Linked DNA regions of Sus scrofa: region 2 is linked to region 1. Evidence: chromatin contacts called from public Hi-C data. All regions are on one chromosome and are shown on one strand. Each heading gives the region's core, a stretch centred on a gene start, on an enhancer-like site or on the middle of the called end of the contact. The rest is flanking DNA. Distances are from core to core; before and after follow the strand shown. Region 1 holds the start of MAFA (transcription factor MafA). Region 2 holds the start of TOP1MT (DNA topoisomerase I, mitochondrial).

Region 1 (6,904 bases), core at 2,569-5,068:
AGGCCCGCCGGGCCTGCCTTCCTTGGGGGTCAGGGCCACCCTGTGCGGCCCTCCTCCCCGAGAGGCAGCCCAGGGGTGGCCCGGCAGGTGCCACAACTCTGGTCAGTCTCTCCCGGTCGGCCCAGGCGGGTCAACCAGAGTTAAGGCAGGGCCCGGGTCGGGCACCTCTTTTTCTTTTTGTTCTGGAAGAAATATGGCAAAAACAAAAGCCATAGAAAACCAGCCAGGCTCTAGCGACTTTTGGATCTAAACGGGTTTATTTTGTGTTTTCTTCTTTCCTCAGCTTCGTAGCAAATGAAAAAGAACCCACCAAGACCCAATAACACAACAAAACTTTCAACAAGTTGGTGAACCTCCCGCGCGCAGCAGGAGCAGGCGCTGAAGGAACACAGGACCCGCTGGAGCCCGGGCTGGGCGGCTCGCAGGGCCGGGAGCACAGGCCTCCCCACCCTATATCCCGGCTACTCCAAAAAGCCATCAGACTTTTCAAAAAGAATCCACAAACAAAACGAAACACATTTTAAATTAAAGTAAAAACACGTTCTCCACCCGCCCCCATGCCAGGAGATTCAGGCGAAACCTCCTCTTTAAAAAAAACCCTTTTTTTCTTCTGCTAGAAATACTGTGCATTACTTTTTTTCCCTTTCACTTCTCTTGAGGGTTAAAATAAGATATATTTCCCCAGGAGTCATAAATACAATCTGGTGCATAGACAAATAGCAGCACGGGAGTCCGGGCCAGCCCCCACCCCCCCCCCTCGAGTACAGTAGGGCAGCGGGACTGAACACAGCAGAGATAAAGCCCTCCGGCCTCAGTCTCTAGAGACGCCGGTGGCAGGGTGGGGGGCAGGCGGGCAAGAGGGCAGGCAGGGGCCGGGCCGCTCCGAGCGAGCCACACATGCTGGGACACCCGGACGTCGGAGGGCGGCCGCGGCGGCACAGGAGGGAGCGTCCTCCGGGACTTTCTTTTCTAATCACCGAGCAAAATAAATATAAATACTTCGAAAATAAGACTGCTTTAAAAAGGAGTAGAAAAGGGCAGGGCAAGGGGCCGCAAAGAAAGGAAACGAGGGAGCGTGGGGCGGCGGGGGCTGCCGGCAGTCCCGGCGGGGGCGGGGGCGGGCGCAGAACCGCCTTCCGCGTATGTACAAGCGGACGCCAGGAAGGACTGCGACCCGGCCCAACTGTCCTGGGCGTCGCCGCGCTCCGCGCAGAGGAGTCGGGGCAGCGTCAGGACGGCGGCCCGGGAAGGGTCGCGAGCCGGGAGCGAGGAGGCCGCGCCGCCAGCAGGGGCCTGGGGTCTGGCGCCTGCAGGCGCAGCAGCCCGGCGCGCGGGGCGGGCCGGCCGGCCGGCCGGGCCGGGGGCGGTGGCGTCAAGGCGAGGGCCCGCGCGCAGCGGCGGCCCCGCCGCGAGTCCCCGTCCTGGGCCGCGGAGTCCGGGCCGAGGCCCTGGGCGGCCTGCGCGAGCCTCTCCCGGCGGCAGCGCGGGCTCGGGGTCCCGCGCTCACAGGAAGAAGTCGGGCGCGGCCTTGGCCCCGCCGGAGCCGGCCTGCGGCGGCGAGGCCTCCCGCGGGAAGCCGGCCCCGCCCGCGGCCCCGGGGCCACCCCTGCCGGCCAGCTTCTCGTATTTCTCCTTGTACAGGTCCCGCTCCTTGGCCAGGCGCCCCACCTCCAGCTTCAGCTGCTCCACCTGGCTCTGGAGCTGGCACTTCTCGCTCTCCAGAATGTGCCGCTGCTGCACCCGCTTGAAGCGACACGACTGCGCGTAGCCGCGGTTCTTGAGCGTGCGCCGCTTCTGCTTCAGCCGGATGACCTCCTCCTTACTGAAGCCGCGGAGCTGCCTGTTCAGCTCGCGCACTGACATGGACACCAGCTGGTCGTCGGAGAAGCGCTCCTCCAGGCGCACGTGGTGGCCCGCGCTGCCGCCGCCGTGGCTCGCGCCGCCGTGGTGGCCTGCGCCGGTGTGGTGGTGGTGGTGGTGGTGGTGGTGGGCCGGTGGTGGTGGTGGTGGGTGGCGTGATGCGCGCCGTGGTGGTGGCCGGACCCCATGTCGTCCGCGCCGCCGCCGCCCGCGAAGCCCTGGCCCCGGAAGGCCTCGTAGGCCGCGGCGGCCGCTGGGTGGTGCGCGCCGTGGTGCGCGCCGTGGTGGCCGCTGCCGATGAGCGCCTCCACCGCGTCCTCGGGCGTCAGGTTGAGCGCCTCGGGGTTCAGGTGGTGCTGGTAGCCGCTCATCCAGTACAGATCCTCCAGCGCCGGCTTCCCCGAGGCGCCCCCGACGGCGCCGGGGCCCCCGCTCGCCGGCCCCGGGGCAGCCCCAGCCTGAGCCGCCCCGCCGCCGCCCCCGGCCCCACCGCCGCCGCCGCCGCCGGTGCCCGGGCTGGGCGCGCAGAAGCTGGGCGAAGAGGGCACGGAGGAGCAGGGCGTGCTGAGCGGCGTCGAGGACAGCGAGCCAGGCGGCAGGCGGTGGCAGAAGCGTTCGGCCTCGGGTGGCTCCTTCTTCACCTCGAACTTCATCAGGTCGAAGTCGTTGACGTACTCGATGGCCAGCGGGCTGCTGGGCAGCTCGGCACCCATCGCCAGCTCCGCGGCCATCGCCCGGGGGGGGCCCCCCGCCGCCGCGCCCGGCTGCGCCCCGACGGGAGGCGGGAGGGGGGGAGCCGCGGGCCTCTCCCCCCCTTCGCTTCCCAGAGGCGGCGGGTCCCTCCGGGTTCGGTGGCCGGGGGCGCGGTGTCCCGGCAGAGGCGTGCGGGGAAAACTTTCACTCAGCCAACTCAGGGGCGGTCGCTGGGGATGCCGCCAGTCAGCCCTCTCGGCCAGCCCCGGGTCGCTCCCTGGCGGACGCAGGCCAACCGCGCTCCCCTTTTCCCGTGCCGGCGGCCGGGCGGGTGGCCTTAGGGCCACCGCCTCCAGCAGCTCAGGTTCCCCGCGCTCCGCCCGCGCACCGCCAGCCCCGCCTCCACCGCCGAGCGCCGCGCAGCGCGCTCCCCTTTATAGTGCCGGGCGCTCAGTTCCGCCTTTATGGGAGGGGCGCGCGCCCCCGGGCCAATAGGAGCCCGAGACTCGCAGCTCTCATTTGCCTATCCCCATGGCAACCCCGAGCCCAGCTGTCAATCTCCTGTGAGGAACAGCTGTGGGAAGGGGTGGTGACCCGCCGCCGCTGGTGAGAGGAGGGGACAGGGCCCTCTGGTGGCCGTCTCGGGGGATAGCACGGGCAGAGGGCTCCGTGCGGCTGGGGCTCACCAGGGCCTCCTGGGGCTTGCTAGGTCGCATGCGGACTCCTGGGCCTCGTGTCCGCGACTGGGCGCCCACAGAGTCTCGGGGAGCAGAGAGTGCTCTTCGGTGCCTCGGTCCCCCAGCTGCCCAGATGGTCGTGACCCTGCAGTCCCTTCCCAGGGTTTTTCCGGCCAGCTGGGAGCCCGAGTCCAGCCCCGCTAGCGAGGTGGCGCCGGGACATTCCGGCCTCCCGACACGGGTGACACTGCGCAGCTCCGCCGGGCACTGCGCGGGAGCACCGGTTATTTTTAGCTCCGCAGTTCAGGCGGGTTCAGGAATTTAGTCAACAAAGTTGCTGGCACCTCGGTGCGGCGGGCGGGCTCCACCGCAGGACGCCTGGCTGCAAGGGTTGCAGCCGGAGCAGGTGGGGAGGGAGTCGCGCCGGTGAAGGGTCGGTGCCAGGGACCCCAGTATGGGAGCTAGAGCCTCCGGGAGGGGAAAGCCCTGGGCTCAGGGGTCGGAGGGACCCCGGGGCGGAAGGAGCATGGGGTGCCAGGCCTGGCACCACATTAGGAATCCCAGCCCCAGCTGCCCACCTAGTGGTGGTGGCGGGGGCGCTGTGCTGGGTGGGGTCGGGGGATGAGGGGGAGTGGAGGTGGGAGCCTCCAGTGCCAGGGAGGGCTGGGCTCACAAAACGAGGTTGCCCAGGCCTGGGTGACTGGGTAGGAACTGTGGGGGAGTGGGTTCACCCGGAGCAGGGCAGTGGTCCCTGCCACCGCCCTCCAGGGTCAACTGAGATGGGAGGGGCCCCTCATTCTATGTACTGTTGTTATATGACTTTGACATTTAATTTTTTTTTCTTTTGCTTTTTAGGGCTGCACCTGCGGCATGTGGAAGTTCCTAGGCTAGGGGTTGAATCTGAGTTGCAGCTGCCAGCCTACACCACAGCTCAGGGCAATGCTGGATCCTTAACCCACTGAAGCGAACCCACATCCTCACGGATTCTAGTCGGGTTCATTAACTGCTGAGCCACGAATGGAACTCCTAAAAACTCACCTTATTTATTTATTTATTTATTTGTCTTTTGTCTTTTCAGGGCTGCACCCATGGCATATGGAGGTCCCCAGGCTAAGGGTCCAATCGGAGCTGCAGCTGCCAACCTACATCACTGCCACAGTCACGGGGGATCCGAGCCACGTTGGCGACCTACACCACAGCTCACGGCAACGCCGGATCCTTAACCCACTGAGCAAGGGCAGGGACTGAACCCGCAACCTCATGGTTCCTAGTCGGATTCGTTAACCACTGAGCCACGACAGGAACTCCTAAAGATTCACTCTTCAATGCAATCATGTATGCACAGAAGGAAAAGTCTGGAGGAACTTGGGCAGGAAGTCCCCAGGGGCAGCTTAGCCTTGTGCGGGGGCATTTATCTACCAGGGTTTTTGCCTTGTTCTTGGCATGGATGTCTATTTTATTTTATGGTCGCACCCATGGCATATGGAAGCTCCCAGGCCGGGAATTAAATCTGAGCTGCAGCTGCTACCCATGCCACAGCTTTGGAAATGCCAGGTCCTTAACCCACTGCGACCGGCTGGGGATTAAACCCATGCCTCTGTAGTGACTCAAGCCACCGCAGTCGGATTCATAACCCACTGTGCCATAGCATGAATTTTTTTTTCTGCTTTTGAGGGCCACACCCCCGGCATATGGGAGTCCCCAGGCTAGGGGTCGCATCAGAGCTATAGCTGCTGGCCTGCGCCACAGCCACAACAACAGGGGATATGCCACCCACACCACGGCTCATGGCAATGCCGGATCCTTAACCCACTGAACGAGGCCAGGGATCCAACCCGCATCCTCATGGATGCTTGTCAGGTTCGTAACCTGCTGAGCCACGATGGGAAGCCCTCCGTCTCTTATTTTCTAAGAGACATGTCATACAATGAGGAGGGAAGCCTCGCAGCCTAAGACACCATGGCCTCGCCCCACTGCACATGCTGGCTACCCCTCGCCCCTTCTCCTTGCCCCCACATTCCTCTGTGGCGAGGCAGGGCCACACCTAGAGCAAGGACCCACGCCACAGGCATGGTCCAGCCAGTGGGAGGACCGAGACCCCAGGCCAGGTGCTTGGGCTCCAGGCCAGATTCCCTGCCAGGTTTGGGGCTCTTTTTATTTTTTAAGTTTTTTTCACCACTTTCACAGCACGTGGAAGTTCCTGGGTCAGGGATCAAACCTGTGCCACAGCAGCAACCCGAGCCACAGCAGTGACAATGCTGCCCATCAGCAAACTTCGAGGTCCCCTTTAAAGCCCTCGGTGTTCAGAGGGGAGATGCCGCATGTCGAGCCGGTGGTGCGTCTGCCCTTCTGAGTGAGAACATTGCACTGGGCTGCTTGTCCGGCCATCTCGCCTCTGCCTCTGCGGCTCCAGCCAGTCCACTGGACCAGCCAGGCCCCTGGCCCCTCGGGGTTCAGTGCCAAGCTCAGGAGGTGCTGGGGCGGGGCCTGTGCCAGCAGGAGCCTTCCTCACAGCTCCTGTTCTTAGGACAAGGGACACCGATCCACAGCCCCGCCCCGGCGACATCTCTGGTCTCACCCACTCGCCTGCCTTGTCCTGAGAGGTGCAGTCGGGCAGGTGAGGCCAGGGTGGTCCTGCAGGTCAGCCCCGACCCCCCCAAGCCCACCCTGAGCCACCTCGAGGTCCACAGCCAGCCACACCAAATCGGAGACGGTCCCCACACCCAGCCCCAAAATGTTATGCTCAAGGGTTGCTGGCCCCGCGCCAGCCGGCTGGCCACTGGGTCACGCACACAGGTCCTTCATGAACTCCTTTCCCTGGGGAGGGACAGCAGAGCCAGGCCTGTGGCAGAGACTCTGCTTTCCGAAGTGGGGGTGGGGGTGGCACAGGGGCCTGCGGGGCACCCTGGCACCAAGCAGAGCACCATATGCTCCTGCCTGGTTTAGGCGCCTGGTAAGCTCCCCCAGCCCTGGACTCAGCCTTGGGGTCGGACTGGCTTCCTACAAGGTCTTGGGCCAGGAGACCTGCCCTCAGCCCTTGGCCGTCCCCGAGCCTTGGGCGCCAGAGCCCCCGGGGAGGCCCTCAGCCCTCTGGTGCACTTGCTGCACTCAGCCTGCTCCCTGGCTCTGTGTGGCCTTGGCAGAGCCTCGGGCCTTGGAGGGCTTGCACGACCGGCTGGTGCCCTGCAGAGTGGAGAGTGGGCGAGGCAGGCTCTCCCAACCGGGGAAGGTGCTGTCCCTTCCTGATCTGGCAGTGGCTCCAGGCTCGCCCCTTTCTCTTCAGAAACTCCCCCCTGGCCTTCCCGTCGTTGCCCAGCGGAAATGGAATCCGAGTAGCGTCCACGAGGATGCGGGCTCAATCCCTGGCCTCGCTCAGTGGGTTAAGGATCCGGCATTGCCACGAGCTGTGGTGTAGGTTGCAGACGTGGCTCAGATCCTGCGTTGCTGTGGCTGTGGTGCAGACTGGCAGCTGTAGCTCTGATTTGACCCCTAGCCTGGGAACCTCCATATGCTGCAAGCGCGGCCCTAAAAAGATGAAAGAAGGAAAGAAAGAGAGAGGGAGAGAGAAAGCAAGTCCCTCTTGCCACTGGTGGACCCAGAGTGGGGCCAGTACACGGAGGTGCTCCCAGCCGGCCGTGGGCCCCCATCTGCCAGGAACGGCCGTGGCTGGCAAG
Region 2 (6,498 bases), core at 1,785-4,284, 44 kb before region 1:
TGCGGCCCTAGAAAAGGCAAAAAGACAAAAAAAAAAAAAAAAAAAAAAAAAAGTAATCATGTCATCTGAACCTAAAGAGAATTTTGTCTCCTTTCCCCTAATACTTGGTTTTCTTGCATTATTTCCCTAACTTAAAAGCCTTCCGGGGAGTTCCTGCTGTGGCTCGGCTGTAAGGAACCCAACCAGTGTCTGTGAGGACACGGGTTTGATCCCTGTCTCGCTCAGTGGGTGAAGGATCCGGTGTTGCCCTGAGCTTCAGTGTAGGCTGCAGATGTGGCTTGGATTCCGAGTTGCTGTGGCTGTGGTGTAAACCGGCAGCTAAAGCTCGGATTTCACCCCTAGCCTGGAAATCTCCATATGCTGAGGGTATGGCCCTGGGGGGAAAAAAAGAGAGAAAAAAACCCCCAAAACTACTCTGAAGAACCATCGTAGTAGCAAGCATTCATATCTTGTTCCTGATTTAAATGCCAGTGCTGGAGTTCCTGTCCTGGCTCAGTGGTTAAGAAACCTGGTTAGGAACCATGAGGTTGCGGGTTTGATCCCTGGCCTTGCTCGGTGGGTTAATGATCCAGTATTGCCATGAGCTATGGTGTAGGCCGGCAGCTGCAGCTCCAATTCGACCCCTAGCTTAGGAACCTCCATATGCCATGGGTGCAGCCCTAAAAAGACAACAATAAGTAAATAAATAAATGTCAATGGTTTTAAAATTCCAATATGTAACATAGTCATTATCTGTAGTATTTGATACACTGTCTTCATCAAATGTAGACAGCTCCTTCTCTTTCTGTTTTAATGTTTGTTTGTTTGTTTTGTTTTTTCGTCTTTTTAGGACTGCACCTGCAGTGTATGAAGGTTCCCAGGCTAGGGGTCTAATGGGAGCTGTAGCCACAGGCCTACACCACAGCCACAGCAACATCAGATCCAAGCCGAGTCTGCGACCTACACCACAGCTCACGGCAACGCCAGATCCTTAACCCACTGAGCGAGGCCAGGGATCAAACCTGTGTCCTCACGGACACTGTCTGGTTCTTAACCCACGAGCTGCAACAGGAACTTGGGTGTGGGACAATTTGGGCTTCAGACATCAGCAAGCCCAACTCCAAGTGACTGAGAAGGAGAAGAGACTGGTTATGTCCCCAAACCCAAAGTCAGGGGAGCAGGGCCAGGGCTCTCTGCCACCCTCGGGTTCCCCCACAAGCCTCGGGGTGGCATGCGGCCACGACAGCTCCAGGGTGGGGGTCGGGGGAGGTCACCCTCCCAGGAGCCCCCTGAAGACTCCCATCTTGTCCAACTGGCCACAGCTGCATCCTCAGCCCCCGGGCGTCAGGTGACCACCGGCTGAAGGAAGGGGACTAAGGGGACCAGTGTGGCTCGCTGTGTCCCGCCAGCATTTGGGGCTGGATGGTGACTGTGCAGCAGTTCCCTGGCGTGGCAGGTGCTTAACCTCCCCCAGCTCCTGACCCACACAGCCCCCAACATGGTTCCCACCCTGCCGTGACAACCCAGAGGCGCCAGCAGGGTCTCTGCCCTCTGGGGCTGCTTGGCCATCCTTCCCTGAGCCTGTGAATTCTGTAGTGACCGGGGAGGGGCAACTGGACAGGACCCGCCAACAACAGGATCTGTCATTGAGCTGCGTGGGTGAAATCAGGGCAGTGTCCCCACGTCTAAGGAGACGTGGGCACCTTACCCTGGCCGGCTGCTCCATGGCCCTCGGTGCCCTCCACAGGCTGGGGGCCTTTGAGCAGCACAGCAAGCAGCTGTTATCTGGACTGGACGGACTTGGGGCGCCTGGCGCCCCTCTCAGCACCTGATTCCACGGTCATTGGTCTCCTCGCTCCCCCCTTCCCATGTGTGTTTGGGTACAGAGTCGCCCGTCTTCTCTGGCCCGGCCCGTCTACTGGCACAACGTCCTCCCATGGTCTGTGCCAGCTCCCCGTCTCGCTCATCGCTCTCTTTCCTTTCTGAATGTGGTGTATTTGTGCTTTCACTCCAACGCGGCCACTCCTTCTGGGAAGCCAAGCCCACTCCGGGCTCTCCTGCCAGACAGAACCCCCACTGCGTTCGGGCAGCAAGGCCGACACCTCCCCAGCCTCTCCCGCAGCTACGTGTGGCCAGGTGACAAAGGTCTGGGGGAGCTTTGGGGACATCTGGCTTTCCTCCTGCTCCGCCTTCCTCCCTGGAAATGAGCCCAGGGGAGGAGCAACGTGGCCTCCCCTCGAGACCGAAGGTCACGGCTCAGGGCCTCCAGGGCCTCACGCCTCTCAGTCTCAAGCAGTCAGAGGCGAAGCCCAGCCGAGAGAATCTCTGTCCCAGACTGCGCCTCTGAGGGACTGACCAACTTTTTTGGTCTTCTTAGGGCCACACCCGCAGCATATGGAGGTTCCCAGGCTAGGGGTCTCATCGGAGCTACAGCTGCCAGCCTACACCACAGCCACAGCCACACAGGTTCCAAGCTGCATCTGCAGCCTACACCACAGCTTGTGGCAATGCTGGATTCTCAACCCACCGAGCGAGGCCAGGGATCAAACCCAAATCCTCAAAGACACAATGTCGGGTCTGTAACCCGCAGGGCCACAACAAGCATTCCTAGCTTTTCCTCTTTAGCTTTTTCTTCCTCCTATTTTCTTGGCTGAGAATACTTATTTCACATATACATCATATCATATAGTAATAAGCTCCCATAAAATGAAAGATTTTGGGGGGGGCAGGGAGGTCCCAGGCCAGGAATCAAACCCACACCACAGCAGGACCCCAGCCACGGCAGCGACAACACCAGATCCTTAGCCGCTGTGCCACAAAGGAACTCCGCTTTGGGATGCTTCTTCTTGTCAACTCCTAGACACCCACTCTTGAAAAACACAAGCTTTAGGACTGTCTGGTTATAGAAGATGCAGCGTCGCACCAACCTTAGCTCTACAGGAACCACTCGGCCAAAGAGGAGCCTCCTCCAGAGCCCCGCTGCCCTCCCCGAGGCGACCTCCCCTAAGTCGCTGAGCTGCCAATGCGGTGTTGAATTCCACCATTGCAAATTCCGCAATTCCACCCACAAGCGTCTGCCTCTGGAATTCTGCTTCTAATTCAGGCCTTATCTATTGATTTAGCCTCAGGAGGACGAGGCGCTTCTCTCACCCACTTCTTCACCTTTCACCTCTCCCCTCCCCACAGAAACTCGTAAAAGCTGTCCAGGGTCAAGATGCCACAGGACAGTGGTACACCGCTGAGTCAGGTCAAATACGTCTCTGGTTATTTTTTATTTTCCCGGGAGTTAACGATTCCCTTATTTCGTAGTTATTGTTGCAGATGGCCAGGGCGGCCCAAGCAGCTCAGCTCACAGGATTTGCAGGATCAAGCAAGAGCCTGTGGGGAAGAACGGAGGCGTGGCAGGAACCCAGGTGATGGCGAAGATGGCAAGGCTGGAACTTTAGGGCAACGTGATAAAGATTAGCCGCGTTACTGCTTATGCTCTGGTGTTCCTGCCCCTACAAGGGGTGTGTTCTTCCCTGAGGTGAGCCGGGCATGAAACGAGCGTGTTCCAGAGTCATCATACCTGGAGAAGTCAGGAAAGGACCCGGACGCTGGGGCAAACCCACCAGGAGAGCAGGGCACGGAAAGAGTCCAATTCTGGAAGCAGGCCAGCTCTGCAGGCAGGCTGGTCCCGGAGGCAAGTCAGTTCTAGAAGCGGGCTGTGAAAGTAAGATGATTCGGGAAGCAGATTGTACTGGCGAGTTCTGCAGCAGGTTCTTGGGGTGGGTTTTGGACGTTCTGAAGGGTGGGCTCCAGAGGCGGGTTCCAGGGGCAGGTTCTGGAAGCAGGATCTAGAGGCATGGCAATGGAGCGCCGACCGCTGTTAGCACTGTGGCCAGGCCGAAGCCTGGGTCCCGACGCAGAGAGAAAAGCGGACATCGAGACCTGCACGGGCGCTTGTTCCAGCAAAACTGTTAACCACCCCTTGGCGAATCTTTACGAGCGGCGCCCCGAGGCCCCGCCGCTGGGCGGGTGAAACCCGCGTTGCCCAGGGCCCTGCGCCGCGCCTTGTTTTTCCCTTTTCCGCCGCCGGCGGTTGCCAGGGGCGACCGCATCCCCCTCCACCCCCCGCCTCCGGGCTCCTCGGGCGCAGGCGGGCGGGGTCTGGCCGCGAAGCCACCTCCCTCGGGCTCTGGTTGGCCGAAGCTTCCGTCTGTCAGAGTCGCTGCCGCCGCCGATTGGACAAGTTTCGCACGCCCGGCGGCTAGCGCCCCGCCTCTCCACCCGGCCTGGCGGCCACCGGGAGAAGAGTACAGTGCGGGATCCCGCGCGCCGGGGGTCCCTGCGCCGGGATCGGCTTCCAGGTGGGCGTGGCCCGAGCAGCGGGCGGCGATGGTCCCCGAGGAGAGGCCAGATGGCCAGGCCGCTGGCGAGGAGAGCACTCAGCTGCAGGCGGCTGGCAGCTCCCGCAAGGTGGGCGCGCCCGGGGGCAGGGGGCGCCGGGAGGAGGGGTCCCAGACCCAGCCGGCTCCTGTGGCTGTCTGCCACCGGCGGGGCTGTGGAGCCCACGCTGGCTTTTCCCGTCTGAGCGCACCGCTAGTGTCGGGGGCGGGGGCGGACCCACCCGGTCCCCGAGAATCTCACTCGCCCCTAGAGGCAAGGTGGTCTTACTGCTGGGGAACCCAGGGCTCCATGCGGAGCCAGAGCCGGGTTGGCTGGCTGGCTGCCTGTGCTCCTCTCTCTCCCTCCTGTTTGGGGACACACACCCCCACCTCCGCCCTGCGCTTACCAGAAACCGGTGGGAGCGCCAGCCCAGCTTGTGGTTTTCTCCAATGCTCCAGGAACCGCTTCTGTGGCAGCGATTGGGCTTGGGTCCGTTGCAGCCCGTGGCCCTCATGTTTGCTCCTCGTGCCTGGCACTCGTTTCCTAGCTTTGCTCTCTTCCCTAGGGCCATTCAACTTTGCCCCGGGGCACTCATCTCTTGATGAAAGGCCTAGAGACAGGCGGCTGAAGCTTCCTGGGTATAGGAAGTGGCTGGAGGACTTCCCATCTGGGTGTTTGTCTCTCCTCACCCGCACCTCTGCCTCCTTCTGAAGTCTGATCGCTGGGGGGGTTGGGGGGGTTGGAGACCTTTGGAGTCTGTGTTCGGGAAAGAGGAGGCACCCTGGCTGTCTCACTCTGCAGCCCGGAGCCCGGTTCTCCCCTGGGGGTCACCGTGAGGCTGCCCCAGTGCTTATTCCAGGCTTTGGGCATCCATATCCACGAGGGGTTTCAGTCCCATGCCACCTGCCTGGTGGGGGCATGCGGCCTGGCCCTGCCCACCGTCCTGCAGGTTTGTTCCTAGACCCGTGCTGGCATAGCTATCCCCACACTTTGCCAGCTCTGGCCACTGCCCATGGCATTTTTCTCCTGGGGATTCTGGGGGATCCACTAGACCCTCACCCGTCGGGGCCACAGCAGTGAGGGTGTGTTGGGGTCGCTGCCTTATCAGAGGTGGGGGTTCTGCCATAAGTGGGCGAGCTGGCAGATCCCTTTACCACTTGTGAGAGTGGCTCTCAGCCCGCCCAGGTTACACAACCAGCCTGCTGCCAGCAGGGAGAGTTAGGGTGGCAAGGCTTTGAGGGGTGCTGGCCGCAGAGCTCCCTGGAGACCCCGCGGTCTCCGGCCTCCAACACTTCTCTCCAGGAGTCCTTGACACAGGAGACCAAATGAACTGTGTCGAGTGCGGCCCTGCTCCCCAGGCGGATGGCCATGCTGTCCTCCACAGCCCTGAGAACCTGCTGGAGCTCTGCAGTGGGACCTTGGGAGGGAGAGGGGTGTGGCTTCGGCGGGGCCTGCCCCTGCCTCTGAGTCTCAGGCCTCCTGGCAGGGGGTGACTGCTCACACCCTGGGCTCATCCCTCCTGAGCCCGGAGTGGGCACAGGAGGCACCACAGAGAAGGGCCTGTGGGAAGACAGCCAGCCAGCAGGGCGGAGCGGGGAGGGGGAGGCTGTGTTGTCTTGTCCCTTCTTGGTGCCATCGGGACACCAGCCCTCGTCCACCTCCAGATGAGGGCCTGCCCGGGGCTCCAGAGGGGGAGTCCTCCTGGCTGATTGCTCTCTATCCCGTTGGTCAGTGGGGTGCAGGTTCTCTCCTCAACACCTAGGACCGCTTGGAAGCCTTCTGTCTTTCAAGTCCCAGAAGAATGCCTCCTCCTGTAGGAAGTCCTCCTTGACTGACCTCTCCGGAGAATGCTGGTGTCTGGAGATGTTGGGCTGTTGTCCAAGGTGGCCGTGCACCAGGAGCCTTGTTTAGAGTGCCCCCCGCGTGGGGCCGGGACAGGCTGGAGTCCCCACGGGGTCTGAAACGGCCGTGTGTGTGTGTGTGTGTGTGACCACAGGGCACGCTTCCTCTGAAAGATCGCTCTTCGTGAGCACCTTGGCTGTCACCCCCCCACCTAAACACGTGTGGCCTGGAGTAACTGCGAGGGCGAGATGGGTCGTGGGGGTCACGCCAGGAATTCGCAAGTGCTGGAGGACGTGTGCTGGGCGGGCG

What was found. Hi-C and Micro-C count contacts between places; a contact is called where the count stands out from the background.
Region 2: a contact with region 1 is called in a Hi-C map of embryonic fibroblasts, with 2.2 times the contacts expected there. The contact joins the promoter of TOP1MT here to the promoter of MAFA in region 1. A contact is called at or near these places in 3 of 47 Hi-C or Micro-C datasets (embryonic fibroblasts, epiblast stem cells and skeletal muscle) and 1 of 2 datasets of contacts at active chromatin or transcription factors (skeletal muscle).

Annotation. Positions count from the first base shown.
Region 1 is chr4:1,086,932-1,093,835 of Sscrofa11.1, reverse strand. It overlaps MAFA (transcription factor MafA), which reads right to left and starts at 3,818. Exons shown (of 2, transcript XM_021090536.1): 1 at 1,998-3,818; 2 at 236-1,995. The coding sequence starts at 2,591. The coding sequence ends at 1,504.
Region 2 is chr4:1,130,715-1,137,212 of Sscrofa11.1, reverse strand. It overlaps TOP1MT (DNA topoisomerase I, mitochondrial), which reads right to left and starts at 3,034. Exons shown (of 19, transcript XM_013993526.2): 1 at 2,907-3,034. RHPN1 (rhophilin-1) reads left to right here and starts at 4,183. Exons shown (of 15, transcript XM_013993565.2): 1 at 4,183-4,437. The coding sequence starts at 4,357.